Linked DNA regions of Canis lupus: region 2 is linked to region 1. The links are chromatin contacts, called in public Hi-C maps. All regions are on one chromosome and are shown on one strand. The core of a region is the stretch at or near the end of the contact, and the rest is flanking DNA. Distances in the headings are between cores, read along the strand shown. Region 1 overlaps KIAA1217 (sickle tail protein homolog). Region 2 overlaps KIAA1217 (sickle tail protein homolog).

Region 1 (6,655 bases), core at 3,193-5,692:
CATAAAAGCAATAACATCCACGACAAACAAGTAAAAATGATAGAAACCAACATTTGCAGGTAACGGACTGTACCCTTATGCATTTCTGGCAGCCTGTACATTAGTGGACTCTTTCTGACAAGAAATCAGGCCATGTGTTAAAAAAACAAAAAGCAAGGTAGTCTGGCTGGCTCAGGTGGTGGAGCATGGACTCTTGATCTCAGGGCCATGAGTTTAAGCCCCATGTTGGGTGTAGAGTGTACTTAAAAAAATAAGATAGAATGATAACATTTTAACGAGTGAAAAATACTTTGGGGACTAATATTTTAAAAATACTTCATGCAAACTTTTTTAATCTGAAGGAATGAAAAGCCCAAATGTGGTAAGTTAACAGAATGTAGTGTGATTATTTTTGCTGTATAATCATGAGAAGGGACAGTTCTAATTTTAACTATTTTTAATCATTTATTTGTGATTATAAAACATGCAGGCACTACCTGACAAAATTAATAATGGGGAAAGCCAATTTAGGTCAGATAGAAACGGAACGAGGTCCTTACCCAGGAGAAGTTCCTCATGGGAACTTTGGGAGAAAAGCTGTCTGGGTGAGAGCAGAGCCATCACCCCTCCCAGACCCCTTCCTTTGCGGGCACATGCTGTCTGACCCCTCCAGGGTACCTAAGCTGGCCTACACAGCTGGCAGGTGGGAAAAGGGGGTGAAAAACTTAGCACAGGCTGATGGAAAGAGTTTCAGTGGGTGGAATTTTAGAGCAGCTTTGGGAAAGGAAAACCGACAGGGCTTCAGTGGTTCTAAAATGTATCTACTTTCATGTTCCCGGACATGCAATCAGGATGGCGATTCCTGTTCAAATTAATTTTAGCTCCTGGACGAGGCATCATGGAATGTGGCCCTGAGACACTGGGCTGCAGGTATAATCGTGGCTCTGTACACAACTCGAAATCAGAGTATATAAGGCATGTGGCTCGTTGGTTGGAGATTTAGTAGGCTGGGTTTTCCGACAGTAATTTTATGTTGTTAGTGACACACTGATGCTTAACTTCCATAGTTTAGTTGGTTCAATATACAATCTAATAATTTTGATTTAAAAAATGTAATTTCGCCTTATGATCTAATATCCCCTTGGGAGCTCATAAAGGCTGACATTTTCTTCCTGCAGCATATGAAAAGCTCTTACTTTAAATGCAGCCCTCTTATTCTCCCAGCTGGTGCTGTGAAGTGTCATAAATTCATAGGAAATGTGGGAGCCGGGAATCTATATTTTTCTTTACTGGGCACTATTCTAGTATCCTAGTCTAGAACACAGTTTCCCTGCTATGGTTTTGATTAAAAAGAGGTAGTGAGAATCCAGTCATACTTGAGGATTTGGTCTTCCAAGTTTATAATTTTATAAAATCCTTGAGAAGTGAGAGACTGGGCCTGTTGGCCAGTTCATGCATAAGTGGGCAGCCCAACACTGACCCGAAGGCAGCCAAGGCCACCCGGCTCGGTGAGCACCTCACCTGAAAGTTCTAGCTTGTCTCCTGGAGCATCACCCTTTGATTGCAGGCCGGAGGCTGGTGGCATCTCCAGGTTTGGAATTGACTTCATGATATTGGCCTGAGCTTCTTCTAGCAGCTTCTCAAATTCTTTCCCGTTATAGTGGTCCAGATTTTGCCTTTTCTCTTCCCATTTCCTTTCTGCTTTCTGAAGGAAAATCACAAGTGAAGAAAGTTTAGAAACCACAGGGAAAGCTAATTAGAGATTTCATGTTGGTGTAGGGGGAGGTGTAACGCAGGTAAACTGTTGATAAAATCATGCTCTGGTGTCCATGCTGAGAGACATTTGTGCAATCAGATAAACCTGCTCCTGGGCTCTCTGTCACTTAAGCCCAAGTGACTGACATTCATTCGCACAGAAGCAAGTTCAGAAACCCAAATTCGTTCATTAAATGATTATTGAGCATTTATTGCTACTTTCCCAATGGTAATAAAAAAGACACAGGGATATGCTTTCCAAAGTATGCATCCCATAACCAGGTTTCTGTTCTCTAAACCAAGTTTTCATCATAGAGGAGATGTGCAAACAGACAGGAACAAAACCCAAAACACCAGGAACAAAGACACCCACACCTCCATTCCATGCCTGTCTAAGAATTGCTATAGGGCCTCTGGGTTGAATATTCTTACGTATACAGTGGGGGTTATTTAGATTACCTCTAAGTTCCATCAAGTCCTACAACAGGGAGAAATGCATGAAATGCATTTCTAAACACCTGCACATTTTTTAAGAGAACATTTTTCTATGATTTTGGGATGGTTCAGGAAACCTTCCAGATGGGCAAAGGGGAAATTAGCGCCAAGATTACTAAAATCCCACAAGGTAAGAATTGAAAAAGACAGAGATCATTTTATCAACACATTTTACACAGGAGACACTGGAGCCCAGTGAGATGAGAGATTTGCTTGAGATTCATGCTATGGAAACGAGAACCTCCTACCATCACCATCCTTACCAACCTCCCCGCCCCTCCACTTTATTTTTCCTTCCTAGCATTTATTATCATCTGGGATACACTGGTTCTCGATCTCTCCCTACAAGCAGATAGGTTTCTTGAAAGCACAGACTTTGTCGCCTCTGTTCACTGCCTGCCCCAGAGCCTGTAGGACTTGGTGCACGATGGGGCTCAGACACCTGTTGCGAAGGAAGCTCACCTCATTCTTCAGCAGAGGAGTGGGCAGAAAGGCTCAGGCCTCCTTACTGCTGATCGGGGCATTTTTAGAGATGACTCATAAGTGGAAACTTAAACCACACACATAACAATGATCACTACGCCTGGCAGGTTCTCAAAAGATATTTGTTGAATAAAGGAGTCCTCCTACTGACAGCATTTCCACACGGACACGTTCTCAGGAGGAAATGTATTTTCGGGTTGCACCCCTGTCCCCGCTGGGCATGAAAGGATGGAATCACCATCAGGTGATCACACACTGCCCCTCCCATGACTCACTTTTTGTAAGTGGTTGGCTTGGATTAGGGGCACAGCTACTGACTTTGGGGCAGACAGGAGCTACCTAGTGTTCGGAGGCCCAGTTGCCGTGACTGTGGCCTTGGCAGTTTGAAGAGGTTTGTTTTTTTCTCGAGATCTGAATTATCTACTGCTGATGCGAGAGAGAGAGGCAGGATGGTGAGGACCAGGGTCTGGGGTCATGGGTGGAGGATGCACAGGGCAAGAGAAAGGAAGAAGCAATGATCTCTTGATAAAAAGAATCTGTAAAAATGTGGCATGTTATCTGTTCTGTGACTTTACGGCCTCATCTTCTCTTTGCATTTTGACTGCCTCTGCCTCCCTAAGATCATGCTAATGACTTCCTATCCAGCACCCTTAATTCCAGACCCATCATCTTAATCAATTATGTATCTTGTTTCAGAGTAATTTTCTGAAGATGCTATTTTTTAGTCGCTGGCCCAAGATGCAGCATTTTGGGGATGCCCAGACCATGACCCTGAGATATATCTCAGACTGGTTTACAAGCTCCCCCAAATCTGGTTCCAGCCTGTTTTGCCGGCCTCATCTCTTCTGTCTTGTTCCCCTTAAACAGGTTTCCTTGTGGCTCCCTTTGCTCCAACATTCCTCTGCCGCAGCATGCCCTCAACACCCTGCTCTGCTTACCCAGATTCTACTGATTTTTCGAGCCCAGTGGCAAGCCCTCCGTAGGCCTGCACCCACCAGTGGTTAAGTGTGAGCCCGCACGCACTGGCTCAGGAGAGCTGACTCATTTCTCCCCAATTACATGCTCACTGATACCCTGTTGTAACTCAAAATTGACAAATTCTACAAATCAGGGCGTTTCCCCCCAGAGAGTCAGCTGGTAAACACTCCAAGGCACACCAGGGCCTCCCCTTCCGCCAGGTTGGGGTGTTTCATCGTTCTTGAAATCCAGTGACCTTTCTCTTAATCTGGATGTTGAAACCTATTTATAGTGCTAAAATCTATCTTTGAGATATATATATATATATATATATATATATATATATATACAAAAAAAAATCTACCTTTTATACATACATATATATAAGAAGTACATCTGACAACCAGGCTGGAAATTCTCCAAGGGAAGGGACCAGGTGTTATTCCTTTATGGGGTGAAAAATGGAAGTGGGACCCTACCTCAATAGACACCGCTCTGTTCTTGGCACTCACGCTGTGGATTTCCTCGATGAACAAGCTCTGCATGGTGGAGCCATTCATGGGCGTCTGCGGGGACTGAGGAGCCTGGGTCGATGGCAGGGCTGAGGTCCCTTCCTGCGTGGCGGCTGGAGGGCCGGCTAGGTGAGGACCAGTCCCTGCAGGCAGGTGCTGGGCGGGGTTGAGCAGGGCGGCAGACAGCTGGGAGGGCTGGATGACCACGGGGGAGCTCTGTGCATGGTGGACGGTCAAGGGCACCACTTCTGACTTCATGTCGCCGGGCACCCCTGCAGCGTGGGGGTGCTGGCCTGGGCTATGGGGAGCCTCCTCCTGGTTCTTCAGGACTTCCGCGGCCGTGGCCTTCTCCATAGCGACATACTGAGCAGCCTGGGCTGCATCTGTCCCTTTCAAGAGCCCATCGGTGACATGTCTGGGAGAAACCATACACAGCAGTATTAACTCTTAAAATAGGTAGCTTGCATTCTATTCTGATGGCATTAGCCTGAATGCTGTGTCGTACCAAAGCCAGGCAAGTTGTTATTGCAAAATTAAGACATTGTAAAATCGAGAGTAGCAGCTCTCCAGGGTTGAGGGTTTCCATAGCAACTTCCTAATGTCCTCCAAGTGCTTCCTGGCTGTCTCTGGTAGCTGCTTTCTCTGTTTCTCCCTCATGAGATGGCCTGTCTCTCCTTTCCCACTGGCACCATGCTGTCCTGCCCAGTTCCACAGGGAACACATGCTTCTAACAACAACTCCTGCACCGGGTCCTGGCTGGAAGCCCCCAGAGATGCTCAGTTCCAACCCCCAGAGCTTCCTAAGCCCTCCATGCTCTCCTCCTTTCACCGCCAAGCCCCTGGGGAGGGCAGTTCATACAGCTGACCCTTGAACACCGTGTGGGTTCGGGGTCCCGACCCTCTACAGTCGAAAATCCATGTGTAACTTCTGTCTCCCTACAAAACTTAACAACTAATGGCCTACTGTTGACCAGAAGCCTTACCTATATCACAAGCAGTTGATTAACATACATTTTGTACGTTATAACTGTATTCTTACAACAAAGTAAGCTAGAGAAAAGAAAATGTAAGAAAATCTCAAGGGAGAGAAAATACATTGACAGTACTGTCCTGTATTTCTCAAAAGAAATCTTGATCTAAGTGGACCCGTGCAGTTCAAACCTGGGCTGTTCAAGCGTCACCTGTATTTAATTCCTCCTGCTTGCTCTTCACGTTGCTCAGCCTCGTGTGGTCAGGCTTCTCTACCTGGACTCCACCGAGCCATTCTGCCAGGTCGACAGTGACCTCAAACCCAACAGCTAGGCTAGTCCTCATCCTCCTTTGCCTTTTGGGGTCATCTGATGCTCTTTGTCTATTTCCACCCATGAATGCAGTGGCAAGGACATGGCTTTGGGGTCAGACAGCCCTGTGCTTGAATCTCATTGGTTCTGCAAGGTCTAGCTAGACGGTATTGGGAACTTTACCTTTTTGATCCTCAGATATTTTTCTATAGAATGTAATAATGAGGGGCGCCTGGGTGCCTCAGTGGTTGAGTATCTGCCTTTGGCTCAGGTCATATCCCAGGGTCCTGGGATCAAGCCCTGCATTGGGCTCCCTGCTCAGTGGGAGCCTGCTTCCTCCCTCTCTTGCTTCCCTTGCTTATGCTCTAAATAAATAAATAAATAAATAAATCAAATCTTAAAAAAAGAGAAAGCATATAATAATGGTGAGGACAAGGACGGGAGATAAGAATCTCTTCTAAGGCTTTCCTTGGGGGTTGTTGCTATGATCAAGATATTTATATATCAGACAATGTCGAACCTGACCTATAATCCTTAATCAGTCCCTTATTTTTCTTATTAAAACTTTCTCTCCTTTTTTATTTGAAAAAAGACATTGTATTCGGGGACTCTCTTGTACTACTCACTTCCGTTTCTGTTTTTTTTTTTTTTTAACAAGATTTTATTTATTTCTTCATGAGAGATACAGAGAGAGAGGCAGACACAGACAGAGGGAGAAGCAGGCTCTTCTTGGAGAGAACAAGGTGGGACTCGATCCTGGGACCCTGGGATCACGGCCTAAGCCGAAGGCAGATGCTCAACCACTGAGCCACGCAGGCATCCCATCTGTTTCTTTTACCCACCCCATTCCTTCAATCTCCAAGAATCCCCAAGGACCTGTCCAACCCATTCTCTCTCATGCTACTGTGCCCTCTCTTCCACCATCACTAGTCACCGTCATGAAGGCAACTTCCAGTTGTAAATCTCTCCTGCCTCCTGCCCTCCCTCTCTCTGAGGCAGCACCACGCACAGAAGGCATCTGTGTTCCTGAAGTGAAGGAGGCTAGTAAAATATTTTGATCCATTCTTCAACTTTAAAATGCTACTGAAAAGAACCAAATGATTTTTTTAAATGTTTACTGTGTTTGCTAATGTTACACTGTAGGATGTGCCAAACGCAGCAGCGAGCCTGTGCTGAAGAATCGGTTCTTCATTCA
Region 2 (5,958 bases), core at 197-2,696, 90 kb after region 1:
CCCCAGGTCTGTTAGAGAAGGCAATGCAGGGCGTGTGGCTAACGAGGAGGGTGAGGCATGCACTGGGCAGAGCAGCTGTTCCTCTTCTGGACTGTTTTTTCTCAGCTTCTTCTTAGGTGCCTGAGGGGGAGGCTCAGAATTCTTTTCCAGAAAGTGATGAGAAAAAGCGTGTGGGCAGTTTGGGGGAATTCATATCTCACTGGCCTTCATTTGGAGCTCTTAAAAAAAAAAAAAACAACAACCCAGAATTGCTGTTTCTCCTTATGACCCAAAAACATAAGGCAATCCACCTAATGCCAACTCTCCCAGGAATGATCGACTTCCTTAATGTTTGTGATCGGATTCCATGGAAGCGCAGTGCTTATGTGCCTAAGTCCCCATGGAATAAAAGCCAAACTGTGTGATGGAGGAGGAGCGTGGCAAAGGGACCACTGCCCTGGGCACCACACTTCAGAGCCTCTCCCAGCTCTAACATAGGTGCATGCACCCCAAGTATGAAGGGGTGATGGAGGCACCACTCTTTGCAGGGCATGTGGAGGGCACTCATCCACGTGAGCTGGGTAATGGCTCACATTTGCATCGTGGAAACGAGGACAAGGCGAGGGGTGGGCTGCAACAGGCTGGAGGTGGGGAGGGCCTTTTCCATCTCGTGATACAGCACAGAACTCTTGTGAGCATTTTTGAAGATTCTAAAATCAAATCTGGCTTTCTATGTGGTCACAAAGGTATATTTATCAAAGTATGAGGATAGAGCATATTTTATCTAACCGTTTGCCAGCTTGATTTATAGCTTTAAAAATATTTAGACAGATGGTATATGAGCCCCTGTGCTCTTGCCCCAGGCAGGCTTGAGTGTGGCAGAGAAAGATGAGACATGTTTCCCCAATGTCAGCATCTAAGTTAGGGATAGGACCTTCCTCACCTTCTGGCGTTCAAGTTGGTGTGTGGTCCACTCTATCAACAGGTGATTTTCAATTTATTTTTTGAGTAGTCCTGATGGAAGCAGGTACCTGAGAGTCCTCTGCTTCTCCAGGGACTCAGGTACTTTATATTTGGTTTTATGTTAGGACAGGCGGAGTCACGCTGAGCTGTTTTTAGTATCTCTACATTTTATACATTGGTGAAGCGCTTTTGGTATTATTTAAACTTTGTATTTTTCCTATTCCTGTTACATGCTAATTGTTCTGTTATTTTGTTCATAACCTGATTCCTCTGGGCTTTCAGTAGACTTTCCCTGGCTTGTTGTAAAGATTCCCTCCACCATGACAGGCCACCGCCGTCCTGGGGACACTCCCAGGCAAATCCAGCCAGGCTCCAGCCTCAAGTGGGCAGTGACAGAGCATGAGGCAAGTTGAGTCGGTTCCGAGGCTTGTCCCTGGCCTCCTGCCCGCTCCCCCTCCCTTTGTCTTCCCTGCTCTTCTAGGATCACTCCTCCTGTGTCCTCGGGTCCATGCCAGAGGGTGTGGATCTTCTGGAAGCCTCCACTGTATCCTCTGTCATTGCCCCTGTGGGGAGATCTGGAATGTCCTCTCAGCTCCAGCCAGAAGAATATAGGGGTCCCCAAGAGAGCTATTGCTTAGGAGCATCCATAGAGATGGCACCGTAAAGGCCCCAGACTTCCAAGGCCGGGGATGAGTGCTCAGGATCACTGTCGTGCATGCAGGGTATGTGAGCGGAAAAGAAAGGGGACAGTGGTTGAGGCGGACCGATTGTTCGAGTGTTCTAAGTCCTTTGGGGGTACTTGGCCTGGTGGGGAAGAAGGCGTCTCAAAATTTTTGTCAGGCTTATCCAATTTTCCCCAAGCTACCCTTCTATGCCATTTCCTGCTTTAAGAGCAAGTGGAAAAGTGCACAGGGGTAAAGAGATGAGGCCACGCTCTACTCCCTCCCCCCAGGGCCCCCGACAATGCCCAGCCCCCAGCACGCAGGGGCTCTGAGGCAGGCCTGGCTCTGGGTGCTAGGGAACCTCCAGGGCCTGGTGTGACAACTGAACTTTCTCATTGTTCTCAAAAGGCCCTGAAAGACTTTTTATTGTACCTTTACCTCCTGTTCCCCTCTGGTACTTTCCGAAGAGGCAGGTAAGAGACATCACACATGGTTACTTCCTCCTCCTCATTTGCCTTTGAAGTTGCAGTGCTGCCTTTTAAGAGCAGCTTCTGTTCTCAACCACAAGGTCACGACACAGAACCCATGTCTGAGGGTGGCTAAAGCAGCTCTGGGAGTGGTGGGTGGGGACGGGCCACGGTGACAAAGCATCCTTGCTCAGCTCTAGGTCCCAGGGTCTCCTTTGTCACTGTCGGTAAAATATCACCCCCTGCTTCCAGATTCACCATAAATAACCTTCCTCCCTCTCTCCTCACTTTCATAGGGAAGAGGCCCCCCTCAATGCCTCAAGAATTGTTGACAGTCCTACTAAAGGCATTGGGCAAGAAGCCACAAGCCCTGTGGTACCTGTACCCGCTTGATTAGCTAAGGAATAAATCAAGCCAAATTGTTGACCTGGGCTGCCCTCATCATAACATGCATTGGATACGTTGAGCAACCTACCGCTTGCTAGAAGAAACCTGGAGAAACAATACCCAACCCAAATTACTACCACTTACAGGCATCCGTGCATTCTCTTGGCTTTATTTTCTGTAATAGCAATTCAACTGATATATAAACATTATGCTTTAAAACAAGCATAACAAAAGGAAGAATAATAGACTCTGTCACTTTGCCACAGCACGAGTGATTCAACCTACATAGTGCACTTCTCTAAGTTAACACAACTAAAAGTGGAGCAGATTGATCCTTAAAGGAAAGCTTGAGCAATAGAGAACGTTCATGAAGCTCAGGGCCATTTCAGATAACAGAGCAGGAGCTCAGTGCTCACTTCAGCAGAATTAGTACCATCAAAGACAGATTTCATTCACTCGAGAAATATTTATTGAGTGCCTGCCACACAGTGTTCTGAAGTTTGGGGATATAACAGGAAGCTCAGAGGTCTTAGTTTCTATTGATGTACGAGAGACAATAAGCTCATAGACAGGAAAGGGTAGAGTGTGCCAAGTAATAGGGAATAAAACAAAACAGGGTGTGGGGGACACAGAGCAGTGGGGTGGGAGTGGGTGGATTGCTATTTTCTTAGCGGTAGTTGGATGACCCGCTGGTAAGGTATTTGAAAGAAATGTGGGAGCCGGTCTTGTTGATATCTGGGTGGAGAACAACACAGGCAGAAGGAGTAGTAAGTTTCCTTGAGGAAGGAGCACACTTGGTGTGTTCCAGGAACAGCAACGGGCTAGTACGTTGGGAGAAAAATGAATGAGATGGGGAATGGGATAAGGGGAGATTTGAAAGGAAGCAAGTGGTCAGGCTGTGGACCCTTGCACTCTCAGTGAGCTGGGAAGCCAACAGGGGCTCTAAGGTGGTGAGATTTACTTACCAGAGTTGCTGTGTTACGAGCTGATTCGAGCTGATTCTACCGTAGACAAGGACTAACATCAGGAGACCCCAGGAATTTCAGGCAGTCAGACAGGAGAGGGATTGTGGTGGTATGGACCTGGGCAGAGTACTAATGATGGTGAGAAGTGATCAGATGGCTGGATATATTTTGAAAGTAGAGTGAATAGGATCCTCTGAGAGTTTAGGTATGAAACGAGGTCAAAAGAGTCAAGGTGAATGGCAAGGTTTTGGCATTTGTGAGCAACAGTCAGGAGGGGGATGCAATTTACAGGGATAGGGAAGACGCGAGAAGGACTAGGTTTTGTTGGAACTAGAAATTCATTTTTGGACCTCTTATGGGGGTGATTTCAAATAGAAGATGTGAATTATTGATCTGGACTTCAGGGGAGAGATTTGAGCCAGAGGGGTCATTATCATTGTCGTGGACTGAATGTTTATGCCCCACCCCCCAAATTCCTATGTTGAAATTCCAACTCCCAATGTGACGGTAATTGGAGGTGAGCCCTTTGGAAGGTGATAAGGTTTATTTGAGGACATAAGGGTGGGGGCTCTCATGGAGGGATTAGCACCCTTATAGGAAGAGACACCGGAGAGTCTGCCCTTTTTCTTTCTCCATCTGCAGGTACCAAGAAAAGGCCATGTGAGGACAGATAGGGAAAGCAGTCATCTGCCAGCCAGGAAGAGAGGCCTTACCAGAACCAACCATGCTGGCAGCTTGATCTTGGACCAGCTTGTACAAGCTTGATCTTGGACAAGCTTCCAAGCTTCCAGAACTGTGAGGAAATAAATTTCCATTGTTTAAGCCACTGAGTCTATAGTATTCTGTTACGGCAGCCCAAGCCAATCAAGTCAACCATACAAATGGTGACATTTGGCACCATGGGGCTACACCAGACCATCTAGGGCAGTAGTATAATTGAGAACAGATGAAGTCTGGGGGCTGAAGCCATACCGATGGGTGAGAAAATGAGAAGGAACCCAACAAAAAAAGGCATGAGAGGGACAGTCAGTGAGGTAGGAAGATTGCTGAGTGAGAAGGGTCCAGGTAACCAGGGAAAGCACATGTCTTAAGGACAGGAAGTGGTCTAGCATGTCAGGTGCTGACAAATCAAGTCAAAGGAGGGCTAGTTCAGATGTGGTGGTCCCTGGTGACCTTGACCAGAGATATTTCCATGGAGTGGTGGGACTGAAGGTCTGAATGGGTGGGTTCAAGAGAAACCTCAGGAGAAGAACTGGATACAATACTTATAGACAACTCTTTCCGGTGATTTTGTCAAAATGGAACAGTAGCTGGAAGGGGATTTTGACAAATATGGGGAGCTTAAGCTAAAGCATTGGGTAATCCAGTCTCAAAATAGTCCCAAATGATTGCTGAGGGCTGACAAGCAAGTCAGATGAGACACAGCTCAAATGCCATCAGTAATTATAGAAATATTTTTAGAAGGTTCAGATTTCTTTGACCAAGTGTTTCTGTGGCATTCTTACAGTCTGAATGGAAAATTATAACAAACAAAAAAGTGCACAGGATCTTTCTTTTAGAATTCTGCAGACACAAATCAATTTGGTTATGGTAATGTCCAGCTATCTAGCTGGAGCTTGTTCCTCTGCAGTAACCCACCCACTACAATGACTTCTCTGGCTTTATAAGGCACACTCTGTGCATGAGTTGGATGGTCCTCCCATAGTCTCTGTGGTATGCTTGGCCAGAAGCAAAAGCATCAATTTCCATTAGCAACTTCCTACTGATAGTATCTGGTCTCCAAATTCCAAAGAAAAACTAAAATGTTTCAATGTTCACAGCTAGACTCAAGAAAACATACTAGTGTCTATTTAGATGTGAGACATGTTGCAAATAGAAAAAAAAAAAGAGAGAGAGATCACACTGGAATTTAAATTTTCCATTGTTTTCCTTCTCTCTGCCAGAATAAGCTTGCCTAAGATTACTGATGCTTGCAAATATAATGGAAAAAGGCTGTTCTGATTTAAGAAAATCATATATGTGTATGTATGTATATATGTGTGTGTATATGCATATACATATATCCACACACATACATATGCATGTATACACACACAATTTCTCATAATGGATAAACCAAGGAGTGATCATTAGTATTACGAAAGAATTCACCAAGTGAACTCTTCAAGCAGCAAATGCACCTAAATTCACAGTTATAAATTATTTGACCAAGGTTCTTAGGAAGCAATAAAGGGGATCAACCAAAAGATTTAACAGCTAAAAGGTAAAGATTCAGTAATAACTCAAAACAAAACCAAAAAAACAGTCTTAAGAATCTCAAAGATAGTATGCTTTCCTTGCATTACAAAATACTTGTGCATTTGTTCTATTCTGTTTATTGGGAATTTATGCTTACCTATCTTGGTGCCCCTGTGTCAATGGACATTGAGTAGATACTCAGTAGCATATGACAGGAAATTTCTTATAGGGTCCATTTGAATGGAAAAATATTGATCAATTTGAGAGCAATTGCTTTGTCAGGAACAGATTTATTAC

What was found. Hi-C and Micro-C count contacts between places; a contact is called where the count stands out from the background.
Region 2: a contact with region 1 is called in a Hi-C map of skin fibroblasts, with 2.0 times the contacts expected there. The contact joins two enhancer-like sites. A contact is called at or near these places in 3 of 9 Hi-C or Micro-C datasets (amygdala, liver and skin fibroblasts).

The regions. Positions count from the first base shown.
Region 1 is chr2:6,737,124-6,743,778 of UU_Cfam_GSD_1.0, forward strand. It overlaps KIAA1217 (sickle tail protein homolog), which reads right to left. Exons shown (of 24, transcript XM_038529783.1): 15 at 4,149-4,596; 16 at 1,501-1,684. Among named protein-coding and RNA genes, the nearest start is that of ARHGAP21, 130 kb to the left of the region's middle. Within about 2 kb of position 4,443, at least 2 of the 20 cell types and tissues checked have an H3K27ac peak or open chromatin away from gene starts, as enhancers often do.
Region 2 is chr2:6,830,190-6,836,147 of UU_Cfam_GSD_1.0, forward strand. All of the region lies in intron 5 of KIAA1217 (sickle tail protein homolog), which reads right to left. Among named protein-coding and RNA genes, the nearest start is that of ARHGAP21, 220 kb to the left of the region's middle. Within about 2 kb of position 1,447, at least 6 of the 20 cell types and tissues checked have an H3K27ac peak or open chromatin away from gene starts, as enhancers often do.